Regions from separate parts of the Anas platyrhynchos genome. Here region 1 is linked to region 2. A link is a contact called in public Hi-C data. All regions are on one chromosome and are shown on one strand. The core of a region is the stretch at or near the end of the contact, and the rest is flanking DNA. Distances in the headings are between cores, read along the strand shown. Region 1 overlaps LOC101791980 (lymphocyte antigen 6E). Region 2 holds the start of LOC140001799 (lymphocyte antigen 6E-like).

Region 1 (2,700 bases), core at 148-2,647, 51 kb before region 2:
GGGAGGTGCAAGAGTGCAGCGGGGTAGGTCCGAAGGAGAAGGAGGAGAACGGTTGGGCCCAACCGCCCAGGTCTCTGATGCTGGAAGAGCATAAAGTCTGGGAAACGACCACCGCGGAGGCCTGCTGAGAAGTAGAGGATCTCCTTGTGGGCAGCGATAGAGAAAATATTGGCTAATGAGACCCGCGGCAGCCCGTGGAAGACGGGGCACCACGTTGCAGAGGTGGGCTCGCCGGGGGTGCCCCCACCGTCCCCAGGGCACCGGCTCTTCCTCGGCCAGCCCCATCACTCACGAGCCCTGAGGATGTAGAAGAAGCTGACCAGGATGCCCAAGGCCAGGACGGTGTAGCTGGCTTTCACGTTGCTGGAGCCGCTGATGTTGCAGAGGAAGGAGTCGCAGCAGTAAACGGAGGCAGCCGCTATGCCAACGTTAATCCCGGCACTGGGGCAAATGGGAGAGCATCCTTTGGAGATGGACTGGCCGGACTTGCCACCTGAATTTCAGTGGGGAAGGGGAGAGGAAGAAAAAACAGAAAGCAGACGGGTTTAAAACCTTTCAGCCTTTTGATATATTCTGCAGAGGAAACAACAGCACCGAAAAAGCTAGAGTGTCATGTGCAGTTCAGAGAGGATGTAGCACTTCTCGTCAACCTCAACCAGCCCACACACTTCGAGAAACACCCCCACCTACTTTCCACACTGCCCCTAGAGACCGTACAACCCAGGGACAGCCCTCCCAGGCTGCTGGCCAAAATTTGTCTGCCACAGCTCTGGTGGAGAATGTCAAAAATCCCACTTCAAGCTTGACCCTGGGGCTCCTCAAGCTGGAGAGGGACTCGTGAGCGAACGCCGCGTTACGAGCTCAGCTGCGAGCGAGGCGCAGCTCGCATTTAGCAGCGAGCTCAAGAAATAGGAAGCCATTAGCACCGTGTGCTAAGATGACAGGTTTATAAAAACTCCTGGCCTCCATTTGTGCATGCACAAGCCGCCCACATTATGGGCTCTGCAACTCGGGCATGCAACACTCTTCCCTCCTGCATGTTGGAAGGAGAGGCTGAGGGAGAGCAGGGCAAGCCAGGATGGGATGCGAGCTCTGCAATGCCACCAGGGGACCTGCCAGAGCAGGCTGCTTCTCTGGGAGATCCCCCGGAGCTTTCTTGGTGCTTTTTTCCTTCTATGAAAAGCAGGCATTTAGGGAGGGAAGCTGCAAGTTCCTGGCAATCCCACCATGCCTACAGAGGGCAAAAAATCACAGGCAGAGACAAACAACACAAGCTAGCACAGAGCAAAAGCTGGAAGAGTAACCCTGGACCTTTCCTGCATAGGAAGCCTGCAACACCCTCGACCTCGCCCCTTTCACCAGCAACCTCCTCTCTCCACCCCTAAGTTCCCCTCGGACTCCTGGCATCAGTGCAGACACGTGGGCTTTAATGTGACTTGGTTTGGCAGCACATCTCTCGCAAAATGCCTTTAGGGTGGTCCGACACAGCTGCCACACAGAACTTTCTCCTTTCTCCAGCCAGAGGAAGGAAAACCTTCACGCACTTCCCCATGTAATCCCAGAGAGCAGCGAGGAAGACTCACCAAGTCCCACTCCGACGTACGTTGTCACACAGTAGTTTTCATTCTCCCCGCACGTGACAGGCTTCAGGCAGCCCCAGTTGGAGGATGCATCCGAGCAGGAAAAGCAGACGAGTGTGTGGGCTGCAAGAGAAAGGCACGGCTCAGTTAGGGGCTGGTGGGGAGACATTGCTGCTCAGAGGTCCCCACCTCCAGCACGCAGCACTCGCGGCATCCAGCCACAGCCCGTGCTTGCTGTTCAGGCTGCGTCGATCTGTGATAGCCTTTTTGCCCCCCAAATTTGTCTGAGGGTTCAAGCACAAGGGATAAATGTTAAGGTTTCGGTTGGGTTAGCTGCCAGCTAAAGCCTCGATGCAACTGCGGGTCAGCCTGGTGCTTCATGGCATGCTCTTATTTGCACCAAGAGCTGGTCCAAGCAGCGGCTGCCAACCCGAAAGCAGGTTCAGGCTTGCAGGTTGGATGCTGAGATTTGGGCTTATTCACCTCTGCTACCCTGGACACCAATGGGAACTGCTCCAGGTGTGACTACAGGTTCGAGCTTTTCGTGGCCTGCCTTTGGCAGCAGGGCACAAAGCTTAGGCTACACTTGAGCTAACAATACATGGTAGAAACGAATTCCCAGCCGAAGCAAGCCCAGCGCTGCAGCAAGACCTGCAAGGACTTGCAGCGCCCCATTACCCTGAGAGTCACAGCACTATGAAAGCATGCTGCTTTCAACCAACCTTTCTAATGTGGAGCAGAGGAAGAGCAGAGAAGCACGACTTCCTACAGGGCAGGTTCCCCAATGTGGTCAACCCTGCACCAGCAGGATGGATTGCACCAACTAGTTCCCATCCCACATCCAAGGAAGGGGAAAGATTGGGAAATAGCATTCAGCGGAGGGAAACGGTCGCAGAAACTGCCTGGACTAGTGACTCAGCATGGACTTGTGTATTTGGCAGTGGATGGATGATCTTCTCTGTATTTTACATATTAAGAACTTCACATCCACACTGCAATTGTTGACCTACATATGCAGACAGATCGGGGCCATTCCCAACAACTTGACGGGCTCTGATTTTGGAGCCCTCTGCAAACCTTTCCATGAGGCCCTGCCTTTCTCTTCTGTGTTTATAGGAGC
Region 2 (2,718 bases), core at 178-2,677:
CAGGGAGCTGGAAGGCCAGGATCTGCTGTAGGAGTCTACAGGGATGTCCCAAGGCTTGGGTTCACCCTTTCCAGCTGCTGGAGACCCTACAAATTACACTCCTGACTAATTGGGCAGTAAGCACTGGCAGTTGTTAGTCCCATTAATTGGGACCTCCTTGGGCTGAAGAAGTCAGTCTGCCACACCTGCATCTTTGAGTGGGATTTAATGCCCCCAAACCTGGGTTAAAACACTGATGAGAAGACTGGCATTTAACTCTTAGCAGTGTGAATTCACCCCTATGACCCATACACTCCAATACTTCATTTTTACTTCCTAGGTCTTCTAAACTGAGTTAAGGTGCTCTTGGTTTTGGGGCTGAAGACAATCTCTGTCCCTCGGGCCTTGTTAATGCTAGGAAATTTGTCAAGATCACTATTCTGGAAGGCGAACCATGTTAAATGGCAGAAAAGTATTCTTAGGCCACAATGAGACAGAAATAACTACTCTAAGACATTATTTTTCCGCACCAGATAATGTGGCAAATCTCCAAGAGCTGGCAAAGCTAATTCCTCTCTAGAAAATGATGATAACATTAATTCTCTTTGGCTGCTTAAGTGACTTGTCTGTGGAGGCTGTAGGACCATGTACTTTTCCTTTGCAATCTCTTTGTGAAATAAACTATATAATCTGTAATGCAAATAATATGCAAATGTTCCTCTCCACCCAATATCCCAGCATAAGGCTGTCGACCCCGCAGAGCAACTTCTCCCCATCTTGACACCAAAGCCTCTGAAATCACCCCTGTAGGGTCTCTGAGATGGGCAAACATCAGGGCACAAGGGCAGATGCTGTAGGTCTGGCCCTGTCCCCGTGCTGCTGCTAGAAGCGGTGTCACCACCTGCAGGAGCCGGGAGCTGTTGATGTGTTTTGTGATAGTGGGCTGCAGCACTTCTTCATCAAGATTTAGAAATAACCACAGTCTTACATCATCTGAACAAGTAAACCCACAGGAAAATCTTTTAACAAAGACTTAAAAGTGGCAACTGCTTCCTTTTTTTTTTTTTTTTTTTTTTTCTTTTTAGTCCAGTAGTACACGAGTTCATAGAGAAAATTCCCCTGCAGAAAAAAAAACACCCTTGGCACAGCCAGGCTGAGAAACCCAAAGAGAAACACTAAGTCCTTCATCAAGCACTAAGGCAACCCTTTCCACCACTTCTTTCCCTGGCTACAAGGCCTTCTTGGCCTTCCAACATGCAATTATTCTTTGTCTAGAAGGAACCGTAATGCCTTACCTTGCTCTGTACATAGGACCAAAGCCAGCAGGGCGAGGAGCAAGGCCTTCATCGTTTCCGAGCCGTGTCCACAGCCCAGGAAAATCACCCTCATCTGGGGACAGGATATATATCTTCCCTGCGTTTGGACTGAGTGATTATGAAGACAACAATTTTGAAAGAATGGGCAGGGATCATGTGTTATTTGACAGGATAGGAATGCATGTGGGTTGTTTTCTCACCTCGGCGTTGCCTTCAGGCTGGTCAGATGGGGTCGGAGATGAGTGAAAGCACTAAGGCAATTCATTCCATTTATTGCTTTTAATACTTTGATGTCTCCATGGTCAGGCTAGTAGTGCTACTGATGTCTGAGTGGGGTTTTTGTACTGTTTAGTTCCAATCTGATCATCATGTTTGTGGCCAGATAATTCAGTGAAGGCATCTACTCAAAGCAAAATGGCAGTAAGTTGCACAAATTGATGGCTTCATCGGGGTGGATGACTGCCAAGAGCCTTTCCAGGGTCAGATTTGGAGAACTCCCAGTACCTACGGTCAGGACAAACCTAGCTGCGTCTCCATGGTTGGCAATACAAACAGGAAAGGTTTTATTATTTCCCGTTGTCTATAAAAGCTGCTGGTTAGTTACAAAGTCCTAAATGTTCCGCATCCTACTTTTGAGAGCAGCTGCAGCAAGGGAGCAATGTCTTTGGGGTCCACACACAGGAGCCAGCATATTGGAGGGTGGTTTCCAGTTTTGCTACATCTGAGCAAAGGCTAAAAACATCTTTGTCCTCCTTCTACATGGAACATCCGATCCAAAGTCCTGCTGGATAACAGTCAAACGTAAGGCTCCCATCCTTTACCATTTCTCTGCATGTTTATCTATTTGGGTGGAGCTGGAGATGGTAATTTCAACCCTTCTGGGTCCTCAGTTTGACCGCCTGTCCCACTTCTGCTTCCAGGGAACGAGCCATCAGGAGGTTTGGTGCAGCAAATCAGCAGATGTCTCCGTGAGTCACCACCCGCCCAGGCACCAAAGAGCAGAGAGGACAAAGCAGGAGCAGCCTCTCTAAATAAATCTGAATAAATCTGCCTGGGCACTCAGCTCTCTGCTCTCCCCTTCTCCACCCTGCAAGTGTTGGTCTGCAGGAAAGAGATAACAGGTATCCAGCTGATCTGCACAAACTGTGCTTTATCAGATGGAACTGCAGAAGAAGAGAGAGAATGTGAAAAAAATAAAAATAAAAATGCTTAGATTGACTAAGGGAGGGCAAAAATGCCTGGGGTTGAGCTCTTTGGGAGCATATGGGTAAGCATCTCTGAAGCACAGGTCATGTGCATCTTGCACATTCAGGGCAGCTGATAGGACTAATCATTGCTCATCACAGTGAAGGCATGACCAGAGGAAGTTCAGAAGGACACCAAAACCCGTGGTATCTTCCATTTTAAGGAAAGAAAAAAAAAA

The links. Hi-C and Micro-C count contacts between places; a contact is called where the count stands out from the background.
Region 1: a contact with region 2 is called in a Hi-C map of subcutaneous adipose tissue, with 2.2 times the contacts expected there. The contact joins the enhancer-like site here to the promoter of LOC140001799 in region 2. A contact is called at or near these places in 4 of 8 Hi-C or Micro-C datasets (liver, skeletal muscle and subcutaneous adipose tissue).

What each region holds. Positions count from the first base shown.
Region 1 is chr2:1,709,163-1,711,862 of IASCAAS_PekinDuck_T2T, reverse strand. LOC101791980 (lymphocyte antigen 6E) reads right to left here. Exons shown (of 3, transcript XM_027452778.3): 2 at 1,584-1,703; 3 at 1-493. The coding sequence ends at 285. Among named protein-coding and RNA genes, the nearest start is that of TOP1MT, 76 kb to the right of the region's middle. Within about 2 kb of position 1,397, at least 1 of the 8 cell types and tissues checked has an H3K27ac peak or open chromatin away from gene starts, as enhancers often do. A contact at or near this core is called in subcutaneous adipose tissue, where this site is marked.
Region 2 is chr2:1,658,376-1,661,093 of IASCAAS_PekinDuck_T2T, reverse strand. LOC140001799 (lymphocyte antigen 6E-like) reads right to left here and starts at 1,427. Exons shown (of 4, transcript XM_072034258.1): 1 at 1,275-1,427. The coding sequence starts at 1,368.